2 separate regions of the Macaca mulatta genome follow, and region 1 is linked to region 2. Evidence: chromatin contacts called from public Hi-C data. All regions are on one chromosome and are shown on one strand. Each heading gives the region's core, a stretch centred on a gene start, on an enhancer-like site or on the middle of the called end of the contact. The rest is flanking DNA. Distances are from core to core; before and after follow the strand shown. Region 1 holds the start of ZNF622 (zinc finger protein 622). Region 2 holds the start of MARCHF11 (membrane associated ring-CH-type finger 11).

What was found. A called contact is a pair of places that touch in the nucleus more often than the background predicts.
Region 1: a Hi-C map of fetal cortex germinal zone shows a contact between it and region 2, with 2.8 times the contacts expected there. The contact joins the promoter of ZNF622 here to the promoter of MARCHF11 in region 2. A contact is called at or near these places in 3 of 14 Hi-C or Micro-C datasets (cortical neurons, fetal cortex germinal zone and fetal cortical plate).

Annotation. Positions count from the first base shown.
Region 1 is chr6:17,900,184-17,903,876 of T2T-MMU8v2.0, forward strand. ZNF622 (zinc finger protein 622) reads right to left here and starts at 1,859. Exons shown (of 6, transcript NM_001260691.1): 1 at 1,131-1,859. The coding sequence starts at 1,755.
Region 2 is chr6:17,617,586-17,621,302 of T2T-MMU8v2.0, forward strand. It overlaps MARCHF11 (membrane associated ring-CH-type finger 11), which reads right to left and starts at 1,341. Exons shown (of 4, transcript XM_015139752.3): 1 at 631-1,341. The coding sequence starts at 1,176.

The DNA of each region.
Region 1 (3,693 bases), core at 609-3,108, 280 kb after region 2:
AGGTGGGGCCTTTAGGAGGTGATTAAGTGAGGCGAGCACTAATCCCGAATGAATGGATTAGTGCCAAGGAACTAGCCCGTCTTTGCCTTCTGCTTCCTCCACATGATAACATGAGAAAACTTCATCGATAGAACAGGCCCTCACCAGACACTGACTCTGCCAGCACCTTGATTTTGGACTTCCCAATTTGCAGAACTACGGGAAAATACATTTATGTTATTCATAAATTACCCAGTCTCTGGTACTTCGTTATAGCAGAGCGAACAGACAAAGACATGAACACCTACACCAGCACTGTTAATAGGATGTGGGATGAGGGAAAGAAGGAATAAATAACTCATAAAGTCAAAGAGGTGAGGCTGCTGGCTCCAGCTCCACATTTCTGGCTGAGTTGATTTTGATCCCCTCATTCTGTTTTACTCAACTAAAGTAAGTGCAAAACCATCATAACTGGAAACCCACTAGAATAGCAAATAACACGGCGGCTGGTATGACGATGTCCTCCTGTGCGTATGTTAAAAGTCTCCTCATCCAGGCCGGGCGCGGTGGCTCAAGCCTGTAATCCCAGCACTTTGGGAGGCCGATACGGGTGGATCACGAGGTCAGGAGATCGAGACCATCCTGGCTAACACGGTGAAACTCCGTCTCTACTAAAAAATACACAAAAACTAGCCGGGCGAGGTGGCGGGCGCCTGTAGTCCCAGCTACTCGGGAGGCTGAGGCAGGAGAATGATGTAAACCCGGGAGGCGGAGCTTGCGGTGAGCCGAGATCCGGCCACTGCACTCCAGCCTGGGCGACAGAGCGAGACTCCGTTTAAAAAAAAAAAAGGAAAAAAAAGTTTCCTCATCCAAAACAGAGAAGGCATCAATTCATTCTCCAAATATGCATTAGGCACTTCTTCTTTTTCCAGACAAGGTTTTAGGCCTTGGAGAATGAACTGAGTGAACTAAACAGCCGAACCTGCTGGCCAGATAAGGCACTTCAGAAAGCATCTAAACCACCTTCCCTCATCATTTTTACTTAAAAGCTCTCAAACACACAAACACACACACCCATCTCGAGTATAAATCTGAAAACTAAAGGGGGGCCAAGTTCCTCTTTACCCTCCCCGCCCAGACAGGGCCATCACCGTCTCCATCCAGGTCCTCTTCCTCCTCCTCACTGCCCTCCTCCTGCTGCTTTGCCAACTTCTTCGCCTGCTGTTCAAACCACTGGAGCCGGGGTGGTTTCTCGCTCGGGTCTCGGTCGTGGGTCCCACGGCCACCAGTCCCCACGGCTACGGCACTCCTGGCCTCCTCTGCAGGCGCTGGGGGCGCCTTCTTGGGAGACATGGACGGCTGGGCCTTGATGGCCTGCTGGATGGCGGCGTTCATGGCATCCTTGTCCACACTGTCCAAGCCCAGTCCTTTCTCCAAGTTCTTTTCATTCATCATCTCCACTTTCCGATTCACTGCCTGCACGGCCTTCTTCTCCAGCTCAACGTGCCGCCGAGACTTGAGGTGGTTCTCGTAGGCGTTGAAAGATGCAAACTTCTTACTGCAAACAGTACAGTAGGTGGCCGAGCCCTTGCTCTCCTCCTCCGCTACGGCCCGCTGCGCCCGCACTCGCTCCTGGAAGCCCTCGGCGGTCACTGGGGCCATGCTGGCCACCTTACGCCGCAGGTTGTAGCGGTGCCAGTCCGTCTTATAGTGGGCCCGCTGCATGTCCGCGTCGCGGAACGCCACCCGGCAAGTTATGCAGGTGTACGTCGCCATTGCCAGGTGAGAAATAAGAGCCGACCACGCCAAACACCTGGTGACCAGCGCCCTGGCTCCACACGACCCTCAGACCTTAACCCGCCTCAGCGGCCTGGACGAGCCTCTCGACACGCCGACTTCCTGATTGTCACCGAAGAAACTTCCGGCACACGTCGGAAGTTATTTACGACTGGACAGGAAACCCGCCTCTCAGGCTGTGGCCACGCCCCCGCCGCTGTGAGACCCGGGAAGCCTAGGGAACGCTGTGACTGAACCGGACCTGGGTCCCCTCAGTCAGCCCGAGGTGGGTGTTGCTTGAAGGAGGTCGCGCCCTCCCAGTTACCTTCTCTGGTGGTTGCGCCGCTCAGTGTGACGCGGTCAAAGAGACGGCTACGCGAGAATGGGGGAGTGGGGCGCCCGAGGCTGCTCCCGGGCCCTCGGAAGCCCCCGATTAATGAATGGTCGGGTCAGCGACGCCAGGGTCGGGGTTTCTCTGAGGACCGCGCGCTGCACCCGCGGAGCCGGGTGAATGGATGTCGCGAGGGCCAGGGCTGACCCTTAACCCTCGGGGCCAACCTCGGAGCCCTCGCCGGGGGCTGGACCGCTTCCCCGGGAAACCGGGGCGGTTTCTGAGGCGGCCCTTCGGGCGGAGGACACCGGCGAAACTTGAGTGTACAGAGTGCCGGAGAGGAGCTCCCTGTAGACACACAGTCCGAGCCACGTAGGTAATTCTAGTAGTAGCCACATTTTTAAAGAGTAAAGAGAAATCGGTGAAACTGCTTTTAATGATGTATTTAATTTAGCCCATCCTGTCATTTCAGCATGTAATCAGTCTAAAAGAATTAATGAGATCTTTTACGCTCTGTGATTAGTTCTAAGTCTTGGAAATCCAGTGTGTGTTTTAGAGTTAACAGCCCGTCTCAATTTGGACTAGCCCCGTGTCAGGTGCCCAGTTGGTTGTGTAGCCTCATGTGTATCGGACAGCAAAGTTCTGTAGAAAAGAACTTCAGGCCAGGCGCGGTGGCTCACGTCTGTAATCCCAGCACTTTGGGAGGCCTAGGCAGGCGGATCATCTGAGGTCAGGGATTCAAGACCAGCCTGGCCAACATGGCGAAACCCAGTCTCTGCTAAAAAAAAAAAAAAAATAGAAAAATTAGTCCTGGCGCAGTGGCGCAGACCTGTAATCTCAGCTACTTGGGAGGTTGAGGCAGGAGAATCGCTTGAGCCCGGGGGCGCGGGGGCGGAGGTTGTGGTGAGCCGAGATCGCGCCACTGCACTGCAGCCTGGGCGACAGAGCAAGATTCCGTCCTAAAATAAAAAGAAAACATGAACTTCAAATGCTTGAGGAGGTCACAGATTTCATCCACACAGCCTGGTTGAACCCTTGTCAGCCTTGTTACAGAATCGAATGTTGCATGCTCAGAATCCAAGCTGCTAATAGAAAACCAAAAGAAGATGACGCTTTTAAAAAACCTTCCAGTGGCTTCCCTTGACTCAATCAAATTCAAACACCTTACTTTTTATTCTGCGAGGCTCTGCCCCTCCCTCTGATGTCCTGCCACACCCCCTTCTCTACCCTGCTCACCCTACTTGAGTCGCAATGACACATTTGATGTTCTTCTGACAATCACTTTAGTTGGTACTGAGTCAGAAGTCCATTACTCTTCCGCTTGGAACATCCTTTTGCTGGCTTGCTCCCTTATTTTTTGGATCTCTGCCCAAATGCCTTTGTAAGAGAGGCTTATCCAAATCCACTTACCAAAAATAGTGCCTACCTTCCTAAGTCCTTACCAGGCATAACTTTTCTCTAGCACTGTATTAATTATCTACTACTCTGTATTAAATTACCCCCAAATTTAGCATCAAGCTTTATTTCAGTTTCTGTATGTCAGGCATTTGAATGACTTAGCTGGGTGGTTCTAAGATCTGCTAAGAGGTTGCAGTGAACATGCTGTC
Region 2 (3,717 bases), core at 91-2,590:
CATTTGTAAGGGACATATGCTATCCTTTCCTCTGCATGATTACTCTCACTTAAGTTTGCATGCACCTACAATGGTGTTTATAATTTTAGGATTGTGTTGCTGACAAAATATAACGTACATTGTTGGCATAATTGCCTTTCTTTCAAAGTCCATTCCTATTTCTCTTGTAAAAACTATCACATGCTTTTCATATCCATGAGATTAAGTCACCCAAATTTGCAATAAGGAAAGACTCTGCCCTTTCTGGTTGTGATATGACATCCGTCTCAAGATACATCTGTAGAAAACGGACTTCACCTTACATCTGATAGGTTTGCTTCTAAGCATAAACCAAAATTCATCGAATAATTCACAAAAGGTACTTTTGGCATTATCACTAAAGCACCTGAGGAACATGTACCTGCTAAGCCATGAAGGAAAAAAAAAGTGTAGATGAAATTAAACCCAGTATTCGCCACTGGGACATTTTTATTTGCCTTCACAGGAATGGAAAGGGGAACGCACACTGGAGCTAGCGCTCACAGGGCAGAACCAGAGGAGTCTGTCTGGAGGCAACTGGGAAGGAGGCGTGCGCTGTCCGTGGTGCTGAAAGCTTGACCGTTGCGAGCTGGAGCCGCCGCCGGGCCTTACCTGCTCCGCGCCCTGGAAGCAGATCTTGCAGATGGGCTGGTGGTGCTGGTGCTGGTGCCCAGAGCGCTGGTCGCCGCCGCCACTGCTGCTGCTGCGGCTGCTGCACACTGAGCGCGTCTCGGGCTGGTCTCCGGCGCCCCGCCGCTCGCCCTCGCCGCCCGCGCTGGCCTCAGACTCCCCGGGGCCGCCTTTCGCTGCCGCCACCTCCGGGAGGCGCCTAGGACCTTCCCCGGAGTCGCCGGCCGCCGCCACTTCCTGGCCGGCGGGCTGCAGGGGCAGGGGCGGGGGCGGCAGCTCGTCCGCACCCCTGCGCCGCTGGGCCACCTCCCCTGGCGGCTCGCTCGGCCCCGCGGCGCGCTCGGGGGTCGCGGGGGTCGCGGGGGGCGCGGGGGGCGCGGGAAGCGGCGGCAGGTAGCGCGGGGCCGCGGGGACCGGGGCCGGCTCTCCTGGCGGCGGCGGCGGCTGGGGAGGTTGCGGGGGCGGCTCGGCGTCCCGGCTCTCCGCCCCGCGACACCGACTGCCGCCGTGGCCGCCCTCAAAGCTCATGGTTGTGCCGCCGCCGCCCTCCTGCCGGCCCGGGCTCTGGCTGCGGGGAGAGAGAGCGCGGAGGGAGTGGGAGGGAGGGGGGAAAAGGAGGGAGGGGACCCGGGCGCCTGGGGCTGGGGGGCGGGACGGGGAAGGGGTGCGGAAGGCCCGGCGGCGGCGGCAGGCGCGGCTGTTCGGTGGAGCCGCCGGCTCGGCTCTGATGGAGGCGGCGCCGAATTCGGCTGCGCGTGAGAGCCGCGCCGCGGAGCGGGGGGGCCGGGGAAGCGAGGGGGCGGGAGGGAGGAGCGGCGCGGCTGGGGCGGCGGGGCGCGGGCGCGGGCGCGGGCGCGGGGTGGGTGGGGGGCGCGGGTCGGCGGGCGTAGCTCGGCGTTCAGCCCCGAGGGGGCGGGCTGGAAGTGGGGGATCCCTCCGCCGCCTCTACGGGCCGGACCCGCGGCCGCTCCCGTCGGTTCCGGGGCGGATGACCCCTCTCCAAACGGCGCAGCACTGCGGCGCTCGTGAGCGGGGAAGGAGGGGGCAGGGGAGAGGCCGCGGGTCCAGAAACCGTTACTGGATGGGCCGGTGGGATGTGGCGCGGGCCGGGTGGGGGCGCGAGAGTGTGAGCCGAGACCCGCGTGGGTTTGGGGGCGCGCCGGAACCGGCTGAGCAGTGGCGCGGGAAAGGGCGCGGGACCCGGGACTGTAACCGCCACTTCCCGGCGCTCGCTTCCCGGCTTGGAGCCCTCAAGGGCACTCTCAGGGATCCCCGAGAGCCTTAAAACAGAAGTCTCTGTTTTAACCTGTGTCCTCTCCCTGACTGTCCCGCCCTCGAATCCCTGTGTCCTCCTCACCCGCTCCCTCCTGCAGTGAGCATCCCGGGTTGTTGGTAAAAATCTTGGTGCCTGGGAGGTCAGAGCTTCGTCTCCTGAAATGGTTTATAGTAGTGAACCCTGGCGCCACGTTCTGTGGCTTATGATCACTTTCGTCCTCGCCGCATGAGGAAGCATATGACACCGCCCCTTACCCTGGAAAAGTGGCTGCAGCTTTCCCCAGATCTTAGTTTTACTCACCCCGAAGTCAATTTCTCGATAACTCCACCCTGCAAAACCTCTGTGGGACTCATCTTCAGGGCAGAGCTACAGTTTTCTTTCCGGGGGGGGGAAAAAATCCCCACCTGCAGGGAACTAGGCGGAGAATCGTGCACATGCAGTAGTTTCCAAATCCGTGCAGTGTGAGATCATAAAGCATCGGATTTGTATGCGGCAATGTGTCTATCCAAATTTTCACTGATGTGACGCTTCCAGTCTTTGACACAAACGACACAGAGCAGTCATTTTTGGCCGTGTTTCGTAGCCGAAGACCCAGAATCAGAAAGGCAAAATAACTTGTTCAAGGTTATAGAACTATTAACAAAGAACTTCTGTGTTCCCTGACTCCAGATTTTCTGGTTCAAATGCCAATAATGTTTTATTCCAATCCTTTCTTCTGCCTCCTAAAATAGTATTGTAGTACATTGTGTGTTTGGCGCCATTGACTCCCATTAATAGTTAGATACTCTGTAATGGCTGAGATAAACTACTAGCTTAAGTTCATTTTTCTAGTTCACGTTTTGGCAGTAAAAAGTATATTTGATTCTTAAAGAAGACCTACCTCTTTTGATAGAAATTAGTTTCATTTGCTAGAGAGAAACGGTTGTGAAAAATAATTCAAGAATGTTTTGTCACAAATGGCCTCTGATGAACTAGTTTCCAGGAATGTCCTCTAACACTTAGCCCCTTCAGACTGGCTATTTTTGGTAGCAGAGTGGCAGGCAGCAAGCACATTTTTAAAACAATAATCTCCAGGAACTTATCACGTTGAAGAAATGTGGTTGTAGATATGCTTTCATTTTTGGTCTTCACCTGTCAGAATGACAACACAAGTTTGTGTGTTGCCACAGTCAAGATAATCATAAGCCTTATGATCATCATAAACCTTCTTCATAAGTTCTCGAGTTAAAGGGTGTCTAGATTTGTACAGAATCCCCCAAATAATTCCATTTATGACTAGTAAATTTCTACCAGGTGTGACAAAGTGCATCGTTACTCGAAGGACAGCATAAAAGCTATGGGTTTTCTATAAACGGTGTAGAATAATTCAGACAGCAAAGCGGCATGGATAAAGGGGGAAAAGGCCACAAGGCTAGATGTGTCCTCTCAGTTAATTGTTTCTGAAAAATAAAAAATAAATTAAGTTTTCTTGCTAAGTTGGGTAGCCACATGAGATTCTTTCCTAGTTTCAGTGACCTCCAAAGCTGACCGGTCCCTAAAGAAGGGAAACTTATTCATGATCTTCAGTTAACCCAATGAATTTTCAATGGATCCAGGCAAAACACCTCCTTTCTAACTTTGACTACATCCTCTGTCATAAAAATATAAAATAATGGAATGCAGAAAGGATGAATTCCTCTCAGCTGCTGGCACCCAAGTGGAAGAGAGATGGAGACACAGACATCAGATAGAGCAGTGCACCGGCAGCCACTGACAGCCATCAGTAGCAAGGTGCATCTGCCAACTGAAAATGA